Regions from separate parts of the Rattus norvegicus genome. Here regions 1 and 3 are each linked to region 2. A link is a contact called in public Hi-C data. All regions are on one chromosome and are shown on one strand. Each heading gives the region's core, a stretch centred on a gene start, on an enhancer-like site or on the middle of the called end of the contact. The rest is flanking DNA. Distances are from core to core; before and after follow the strand shown.

What was found. Hi-C and Micro-C count contacts between places; a contact is called where the count stands out from the background.
Region 1: a contact with region 2 is called in a Hi-C map of liver, with 3 times the contacts expected there. The contact joins the enhancer-like site here to the promoter of Nos1ap in region 2. A contact is called at or near these places in 4 of 12 Hi-C or Micro-C datasets (hepatocytes, kidney and liver).
Region 3: a contact with region 2 is called in a Hi-C map of liver, with 2.5 times the contacts expected there. The contact joins the enhancer-like site here to the promoter of Nos1ap in region 2. A contact is called at or near these places in 3 of 12 Hi-C or Micro-C datasets (Schwann cells, hepatocytes and liver).

Annotation. Positions count from the first base shown.
Region 1 is chr13:85,278,705-85,281,996 of GRCr8, forward strand. The region is part of intron 1 of Nos1ap (nitric oxide synthase 1 adaptor protein); the gene reads right to left. Among named protein-coding and RNA genes, the nearest start is that of Nos1ap, 73 kb to the right of the region's middle. Within about 2 kb of position 1,412, at least 7 of the 93 cell types and tissues checked have an H3K27ac peak or open chromatin away from gene starts, as enhancers often do. A contact at or near this core is called in hepatocytes and liver, where this site is marked.
Region 2 is chr13:85,351,687-85,355,024 of GRCr8, forward strand. Nos1ap (nitric oxide synthase 1 adaptor protein) reads right to left here and starts at 2,055. Exons shown (of 10, transcript NM_138922.3): 1 at 1,517-2,055. The coding sequence starts at 1,621. LOC102550090 (a long non-coding RNA gene) reads left to right here and starts at 2,141. Exons shown (of 2, transcript XR_359103.5): 1 at 2,141-3,283.
Region 3 is chr13:85,257,402-85,260,656 of GRCr8, forward strand. All of the region lies in intron 2 of Nos1ap (nitric oxide synthase 1 adaptor protein), which reads right to left. Among named protein-coding and RNA genes, the nearest start is that of Nos1ap, 95 kb to the right of the region's middle. Within about 2 kb of position 1,715, at least 2 of the 93 cell types and tissues checked have an H3K27ac peak or open chromatin away from gene starts, as enhancers often do. A contact at or near this core is called in hepatocytes and liver, where this site is marked.

The sequences.
Region 1 (3,292 bases), core at 162-2,661, 74 kb before region 2:
CATAAAAGCACTTGCCAAAAATAAATGCACTAAGAGAAAAATAGACACTTTTGGAGTTATTGTCTGGGATTTGTTTTGTTTTGTTTTGTTTGCTCTGTTTTGGATTTGCTTGTGTTTTTACAAGTCCCGGCTCTTAAACCCAGGCTGGCTTGGAACTCAATACTTAGCTCAGGCTGGTAATTGGATTCAAGGCATGCCTCCTGCCTCAGACTCCCAGGTGCTAGCCTGCAGCCTGAAGCACCACATCTGGCCACTCTTTTTTAATTACTGGAATTTTATTGAGTTATCCCTAGACATATTGTATACCTCCAACATTTTTGTTAAATTCCTGACTGGAGAAAGAATAGACTAATAATTTTCTATATTAAAAAAAAGTACTCCGGGGCTGGGGATTTAGCTCAGTGGTTAGAGTGCTTACCTAGGAAGCGCAAGGCCCTGGGTTCGGTCCCCAGCTCCGAAAAAAAGAACCAAAAAAAAAAAAAAAAAAAAAAGTACTCAACTGGACTTTTTATTGCTTTTTGAGACAGGTTCACCATATAATTGAGGCTGACTTTAAAATCACCTGTTCTCCTGCCCCAGCCTCCTGAGTGTCAGGGTGTGCACCACCACACCTGCCCTGCTTATACTTTGAAGTTGTCCACTAAACCAGATTGCATTAAGGTTAATGTTTAACGTGTATTTCCTTGCTAAAGACTACTCAAATAATGCAAAAATAAGCAAACAAAAGAATTAAGCCCTCACTCTCAACTGGTTAGTACCAGTCTCTGTCTTTGCTTACCAATGGGCATAAATTCAGACAATTAGTTCTAAGGAGGGAAAGGTTGTATTAGTCATGACTTTAAACACAACCTAGGTATCTTAAGTCCACTCGTGCAGGTGATCAAATTGAACCTGAGGCCTCCTTTCCTGACAGACCTGAAATCACCTCATCTACATGTCCAAGAGTTAGCCAAGGAGCTAGCTCTGGACAGCTTGATACATACCTAAGCAAAGGTTAAATTAATGGACTAGGAACAGTCATGTTTGAAAGATAGTCCCCGTGGTTACAAGAAAAGAGAACTTTTCCCAAAATTGGGAGCTAAAGACTGGCTCCAGTCAGAAGAGTTTCACAAATGACACCAGGAACAAATGGATTTCCCCTAGTATTGACCAACAGCTTGTGTTGACACACTGAAAAATGAAGTTCCCAACAGCAGATGAGTGGGCTGGTAAACCATGGGTACACTTCAGTCTGGCCCCTTGGAGAGCCCACCCTAGTACATGGGCCTTGAACCTTGCTGAGGCAACAAAGCCCCTAGTTTTCTCTACGGTTAGCAATTCTCCCCTGTGACCTCGGCTGGAGCTGCAAGGTCAGCAATAGGTCGATGACCTGTACAGCCAGAGATGGCACGGTGCCACTCATGATTGCCCAACTTCAAAGGCCCTCCAGCCCAGCGGGAGTTTCCAGGATCCCTTTCCTATGTGTTCCCTGCTGATCTTCCCTGAACCCGTTGCACTCAAAAACACAAACCTTCTGGGGCTCAGTTCCTCCTGCAATCATGTGAAGGCCAAGGCCTCGGGACTGAACAAGGTCACTCGTTGTAGAGGAGCGAGAGCGGGAAGAGGAGGTACACCTAAGAGGAATTACTGCCAGCCCAGAATGGGAGCTGCTAAACACAGAGCCTAAACTCAAGCACCCAAAGGGGGACTTGTTCACTGGCTGTACCTCAGCCTACTTCTCCATCCTGGGGAAGGATGCGGTTAGATTGATAATACTGGAACAATTAGGAAATGGGGATGGGGGGACAGGAGAGGCAACACAGACAGAAAGGAGAGGTAGGTAGTTTCCCAGCTTCTGATAAGGCCTTCTGACAAGGGGGCAAAAGTCTACCTATAAGAAAGCCCTATTCCCAGGCCCTTCTTCACCCTACAAGGGCCAGCCTCCCTCCACCAGCCCCCACCCAAACTGGTATATGCACCCAGCACACACATACACACACTTGGTGTGTGTGCGTGGGTGTGCTGACATACCTCAACACACACACACACACTCACAGTGCACATCCACTGACTCATCGCACTCACACCGCACGCCTACGCTCCTTTCTTCCCCCACTCCCTTCCCTGTAAAGAGAAATCACAAATCTGCCTTCCTGGAAATGAGTCTGCAGAAGTTAGCCCAGCCACATCCAGGGTCAACTGGAGAGAGGAGGAGGAGGAGGACAAAGGAGGACTCAGGTCTACGTCTCCCACTAACAACATGAATCAAAATGAGAGCCAGGACGCCCGAAAAGCTGAGAGGACAGAAAACCAGCTCCTTGGGCCAAAGCAGAGGGTGCGACCGCCGAAACCACCTCCCTTTCCACCACAGCCTAGCGGGCGAGCAATCATCTCTGTACCTGACCTAACCACTGCCACCCCTACCGCTAAGGCTTCTGTCTGGAGCAAGCTGTGAAATGGTCCACAATCACTCCCACTTGCCCAATGGTCAGGTCATCCTGCTGGCTGCTCAATTTTGGTCAAGTTCACTTCATTTTTATAACAAACTGAACTAAGCCGGGAGCCTCCCATTCTAGGCAAGAAAGGTGATTCCCAGGCTGAACTTTAGTCCCCCAGCTGAGCTAACAAACTGCCAAGGTGGTAGCTGCTCTCACTTCCTACTGGAATCAGGTAAGGCCAGTTCCCTTTCTCCAGTCAAAGGCTGAAAGGTGGGGGTGGTGTTATCCACCGGAAGTGTCTTTCCCTTTATCTGCATCCTCTGCAGGATCCTGGGTTCCAAGACATCCTAGGACAATGAAAGGGGCTTATTTAATACCTAGAAATTAAAAGAACAATTTCCAAAATGGCAACTCGTTTTCTTTCCTTCAACTTCCATATCACATCCTTCCCCTTCTCGGGCTTCTGTCCTCCCAGTTTCACTCAGGCTTCATCCTTGAAGATCTTCTCCCCAAATAATTACGACTTATGAGTAACCGAGACTTGTTCATTCTCATCACTTTGGGGATGGAAACAGCTCCGCGGTTAAGAGCAATGGCTGCTTTTTCAGAGAACCCAGGTTTGAATTTCCAGCACTCATAACCATCTATAATTCTAGTTCCAGAGGGTCTGATGCCCTCTTCTGGCTTCTGTGGGAACTAGGTGGGCACATAGTACACAGATGCACATACAAGCAAGATACTCATACATATGAAATTAATGCTTTATAAAAAAAATCTTTAAGACACTCCCTGCTTGCTTCTATCTGCTCTGAGACAACAAACAGCCAGCCTCAATATGGCCATAACGTGGTCCAGCTTCACCTCACAGCAGTGGA
Region 2 (3,338 bases), core at 805-3,304:
CGCCTCTGGACTCCAGGGGCCCTCCGTTCACATGCACATAACCACACACACAGACACAGGATTTAAAATAATAAAAAATATTTTTTAATAGAACACTGATGAACAAAGCAAAAGAATGACAATTTCTTAGTGTATGTGTATCCAAGAAAATTAAATCTTAATCATAATAAAAAGTTATACTTTTTAAAAACTGCTTACCAAATCCATAGGCCCAGACACACATGTACGCAAACATCCCTATCTTAGGCCAAGCAGCTCTATTCTGAGAAAGAGAAGTGAGATAGGATCTTGGCTGACAGCTCCCCTCTAGTCCCAACTATACTCAGCAATCCAGTTCTGCACTCCAAGGTAGAGTTTGACATCAGTAGGACAACTCTAGTTCTAAAAAATATGACTGAGAAAACTTGGGGTTTGGGGGGAGCATGATTCACCAATTCACACAGCTGCGTGAGAAGAGGGGAGCTAAGTATAAAGACAATGACCTCTGGGCATCAGACTGAGACTCCAATGATGTTTCGCAAATTGAAGGAAATTGACACCGGATAGCAGTCCTTGCACAATATGCTAACCTGCAGGTCACTGAAGAAAAGAGACTGGAGCCTTCTTGTCAAAAGTCTCGTCCTCAAAACCATCCAAACCCAATCTATACAGAGCTCCCTTAAATTTCACTTAGTAGCAAGCACACTGGGCATGCTGAGTAAGTACGTCTTTCTCTCATGAAGTTATAGGTAGGACAGGGCACCAATCACTAGTAGAAGCCTTTTCCACTGAAAAGCACCATTCTGGGGAAACTCCACTGCAGTCTCAGAAGCCAGAATTCCTTACACAGAGAGGTGCCTCACGGTCACCGGGTTGCCTGTCTTACACACACAACCACTGGTCCAGCGCGAAGGTTTCCACTCCGCCCCTCCCCCAAGGGTGGCTTTGGCCTTGGCCCTGCAAATTCCAGTCGTCTCGGCTAAATTCTTCATCAGCAACTGCTGAGATTTAACAGCGCACCACCACAAAACTAGAAAACAGATTTCACTCCACCACTACCCCAATGACTGGCACATGCTAAAGAGTCGTGCAAAAGCAGACATTTGGGAAGTAACTTTAACACCTACACCCAACTACTTGGAATGAATATATATAATATATTATATATTTATTATATATGTAATTTTTTAAACCGGTCAGGAAACAGGCATTCTCCTGAAAGCACCTCTCTTGGGAGACCAGCAGGTAAATAACACCAGTGCTTCCTTAAAGCTTTCCAAAGAGCCAGATGTCCAGGCTGCGCTACTCAGTCTTCTCCGGGAAGTAACTCAATCCAGCCTTGGCGGGCCAAGGATGGGGTGTCTGCAGGTAGAAGGGGATGAAGCAGTACACCTCAAACTTTGCAGGTGCTCTTTTTTAGCTGCTCTGGGCAAGAGCTGAGACAGGCCTAACCCACCTGCTCTGAGTCCAGGATCGCTGGCATCCCATTCACCCAGACCTGCCCCCTCGGGGTCCTGCCCTCCCGGTTGCCCCTCACCTTGGCCTCAAAAGAGATGCCGTGCTGGAAGGCGTCCTCGTTGTGCAAAGGGATCCGTAAGTCGTGCCCATCGTCCACAAGGTTGTACTTGGTTTTGCTGGGCATGGTGACCCGCGGCGGACCCGCTGCTCCAAGGGGGCGGCGGTGGCGGCGACGAGAAAGAGCTGGCGAGACCCCGTGGAGAGAACAGTGGGGCCGGGCGAGGCGGCAGCGAGGACCCGGGTCGCGAGGTGGGCAGCCTGGGTGCCAGGCAGTGGCGGGGGGGACCCGGAGCGGTGCCTCCGGAGGGCCGATCGGCAGGGGCGGCGCGGATGCGGCTGGCGCGAGCAGCTCGGTGGCCGCGCTCTGACTACGGGGAGGCGGCCAGGCGGCCGGGCAGGCGGGAGCGGGTGGCGCGGAGCCCCGGAGCCGGACGCCGAGCAAAGGGCGCACGGCCCGAAGCGGGGCTAGACTGGGAGCCGGATCCCGAGCTCGGCGCGCACGACCCGGGACAAGGAAGAAAGGCAGCAGCGGCGGCAGCGGTGGCGGCGGAGCAGGGTGCCTGTCACGGAGACGCCGGATCGGCTGCCAGCCCGCGGCTCCTCCTGCGGGGCGGGCCCGGGCCGACTCCTCCCGCGCGCCAGAGCCCCGCCCGCCGCCGCCGGGTCCGCCCCGCGCCCCGCGCCCCGCGCGCGCCCAGCAGGTGAAAGTCCCCGCAGCGCCAAGCCGGGACCGGGGAACTTCGCCCTGGCCCAGCCGCAGGACCGTGGGGATCCAGGCGCAGTCTGCTCAGCCAGTAGCAGCGAAACGGCATCGCCTTGCATGTGTGTGTTTGTTTTGTTTTGTTTGAGGAGCCGGAGAGGAGCGCTGTTTATTGGGTTTTGTTTTCCCAAGAAGACCGTAGATCTGTCCCAGATACCCTGGGTCTGGGCCGCATTAATTCGGAGATCTCCACTTCTCCTTAGAACCAAGGCTAAAGCCAAGTAAGAGGACTGTCCTCTGTGCTTTTTTGTCCCTTTGGGTGTGTAGCTTGCATTTGGGGACTCAGCAGGGTTTCTTTGGGAAGAATTTAAATATTTAAAAGTCGTCAGCCTTGGAGAACTGGAGTAGGCTGCACTAGGGGCAAGAAATTGCAAAATGTTCTTACATCCTTAATTAAACTTTTTTTTAAACTGGCTAGTGATGAGAGAGAGAGAGAGAGAGAGAGAGAGAGAGAGAGAGAGAGAGGAAGAAAGAAAGGAGAGAGGGGGAGGGGAGGGAGGGAGAGAGAGAGAAAGTTTTCAAAATTCTGTGAGGCCTTTTACAGATGGGCAAAGGAAGGCGCCAAAGGAGGATTTCGAGACCAGTGTTTCTAAACTTCATAGATAGTGTTGTGTAACAGTTTCCTTTGAGACTGAAACAGTCTGTCGAGCATCCAGCAGGAAAGGTCTTTAAGCAGGAAGGTAAACAACTCAAACTAGCTTCAGGAAGTCCCTGAAACTGGCCAGATCCAAGAGGCCCCTCCCTGCCAGAGTAAACAATAAAAGCAGAGCATCTCAGGTAACTTGAAGCTGAGCTGCAAAGCAGACTCTCGGAGGAAATAAACTGCAAAGATTCGGACCAGACCTAGAAGCAGCAGAAACCAACCAAGCTGTCAGGAAGAGGTGTAGATCAGAGTCACTTGGAAAGGACACTCTCCAACCTGTTGAGCTGCCTGCAGTGTACTCCAGGTCCCCAGCTTTTGTGAGCTGTCACCCGTGCTGCGCTGGACCTTGATGATGCAGCTGTCTTTGAGTCATTTCTGGTCCTGTAAGTAACCTCTCACCCATTTTCCTGTAAGTAACCCCAGTAAAAACTCATTGGG
Region 3 (3,255 bases), core at 465-2,964, 95 kb before region 2:
TTCACTGTGCAGTTGTTGGGATCACAGCTGCTTTCTGAAACACATCCTGAGTCAGAAATCCAGACGCCAAAGACCTTCCCAGCCTGGTCCTCACCTCTCACATCAGCTTCTCCATCCCCACTCTGGAGCTCTAGTTTGAGCCCTGATAGCCTTTCCTTCCTCATCTGTCCTCAACACTGAAAGCATACAACTCTCACCACGTTTCTTCTCTGACAGAAGAAATATCTCAGTAGCTTGACACCATCGCAGGATAAACTCAACATTCAACAGTCAAGATTTGTGGCCTTACAAAGAAAGTCAAATGCCAAGGGCATCCTTGCCCAGTCTCCCTGTGCTCTCTTCTACAGAAGACGGCCCAGTAGGTACCGTCTGTCTAGCCTCTCTTCTTTGTCACCTATCCTTCTTAGCTGGAGGACCACGGACTCCAAAACCTGCCTTGACCTCCCCTGGAGGCTCTATGTGCCACCCTCCACCCCGCACTAAACTTCCTGTGTGACTCTAACGCCTCACTCCCTTTGCCCTGCTTGATAGTTTTTAGTTTCCAGGGCTTTCCCCAAGACTAGGAACAGCTGAAGGGGAAAGCTGGTAATTTTTCTCCTTCCTGCATTTTCAGTACTTCTAAGGAATAATTAGTAGAAATGGCTACTGAATTGATCCTGTTTCTAGCCCAGCACGACAATTAAAGATGTAGATTGTGGGAGCCACACAGCCTGTATTCAGAGACTAGCTTGTTCCCCAAGAGCTGTGTTCTATGGCTTAGAAAGAATTTGGGTTCCCCTCAAAGCTCCTTAGGTTGAAAATTTAATTCCCACTGTTCAGAATTAAGAGGTGAAATGTCATCTGACTATGGTACTGGGAGGTGAGGCTAAGGTAGGGTTTGTAGGAGGTCACTGGGATTGGATGAGGTCATCAGGGTGGAGTCCCTGACTGGGCATGCGCATACACACACACTCACACATTCACATATCTATTGCCTGTATGACGCCCTGCACCACCTCAGGACTCTGCCACAGAAAGCCATATGTGGCCATTTCAACTTTGAGCTCCAAAACTTTCCTTTGTTATTTATTCAGTGTATAAGACTCTGTATAGGCGGCAACAACAAAGACTAACACACTGAAACTCAGGTCAAGTTACTCACGTTCCTTGTGCCTTGGTTTCATTACCTCTAAAATAGGACTGGTTTAAAAACAGCATAAAACTAAACACATTCTATTCCTAAGACCATAAACTCAAGTGTTTATCCAAATGAAATTAAAATGTATGCTCGCACAATAACCTTCATACAGATGTTTGCCGCAGCTTTATTTGTTAACTGCCAAACCTTGGAAGCAGCCAGCCCATTCTTCAACCGATGAATGGATAAATAAACAATGAAGCGGTAATCGCAGCTGAAGAGACGTGAGTTAGATGTGAGGCAAAAAGATGGAGGGCCCTTAAACACGCCTCAGTGTGCAAGAAGCCAGTTTGCAAGAGTGTTTTCTGTATGATTCCAGAGACTGTGGACACAGCGAAAAGATCAGTGGTTGCTGTGGGGCTGAGGGGAGAGTGAAGGAAAAGCAGGCAGAACACAGAGGGGTTTTAGGGCAGTGAAAGTCCTCTGCTCAGAATTCTGACCCTGAACGTTCACCGTCATCTATTTGCCCAACACCACGGGTAAGGGAACATCAAGTGTGAACCCGACGTGACACATGGACTCTGGGTGATAACAGTGGGTCACCGTAGGGTCATTGATTGTACCTACTGTAATGCCTGAGCACAGCATGGCAGTAGCAGGGAGACGGGGCATGGGAGCGACACAGGGAATCCCTCTGTAATTTCTATGTAATGTGGCTAAAATTGTCCTTAAAAACTGGCTTGTTCATTTTTATCAAGCAGAAAATCTTTCCATCTTTATACAATTAAAAACTCAAGTAGGTAAAAAGAGGGGGGAGGGCTCACAAACATGCCAAAATAAGTAAACAAAAGAGTAGGCAAACTCTGGATGTCAACATCTGACATGTCAGGGCGACAACCTGCCCGGAATGGAAACAGGAGAAAGCAAGCCAGCAGCAAAGATGAACTGTGGTGACTCGGCCCCCTGGTCAGGGCCTTCATGCCAACTGCTCAAATGGCAGGCTCCATACCAACCTACCTGGAAGATCTGCCATCACAGCCTGTCCCAGAGACCTGAAAGGGTCATGTGTGGGCCAGTTCCTCTCCTGAGTCACACAAGGTGAGTCACCCTTGACACAACCATCCCAGGCCTACTGGCCTTAAGACTTCACCAATGCAGGGGCGTTGGGGGGGACAGCTTTCAGGACTCAACTGTTCAACAACAGAATCCCCCTTCTCCCCTGTATCAATTCCTGGATTTAAAAAAGGAAGTTCTCTAGGCCAGCAAAATGGCTCTATTGGTACAGCTGCTGGCTGCAAAAACTACCAACACTGTTGCCTACAAGTTGTCTTCTGAGCTGATCTCCACGTACATAATGTGGAGCACCTGTGCCCACATATACCCACACACTAATAAATTATTAAATAAACTTTTTAAAAAAAATCATTGAAAGTTCTCTGACGTGACAGCATTTGCCACTTACCGATGGAGAAGAAAAGCACAGGTCAACAGATCAGTACACAGCAGGTCAATGGATCAGTGTATAGGCCAGTCAATAGATCAGTGTATAGACAGGTCAATGGATCAGTGTACAGACAGGTCAATGGATCAGTGCATAGGCAGGTCAATGGATCAGTGCATAGGCAGGTCAACAGATCAGTATATAGACAGGTCAATGGATCAGTGTATAGACAGGTCAACAGATCAGTATATAGACAGGTCAATGGATCAGTGTATAGACAGGTCAACAGATCAGTATATAGACAGGTCAATGGATCAGTGTATAGGCAGGTCAACAGATCAGTATATAGACAGGTCAATGGATCAGTGTATAGGCCAGTCAATAGATCAGTGTATAGACAGGTCAATAGATCAGTGTATAGGCAGGTCAACAGATCAGTATATAGGCAGGTCAATGGATCAGTGAATAGGCAGGTCAATGGATCAGTATGCATAGGAAGGTCAACAGCAGAATTACAATTTTCAAGATGTGCTGATAGTGCTCTGGTAGAATTAGGGGAAAGAGGACTTTAAAGGGATATTCAAATGAGAAAAATTCCTCTAGGTGTTTATCCAATTGAATCAAAAACTTGTATCCACATAAAAACCTGCCCATGAGTGTTTATATCAGCTGCTTTTAGAATCACCAAATTTGGAAG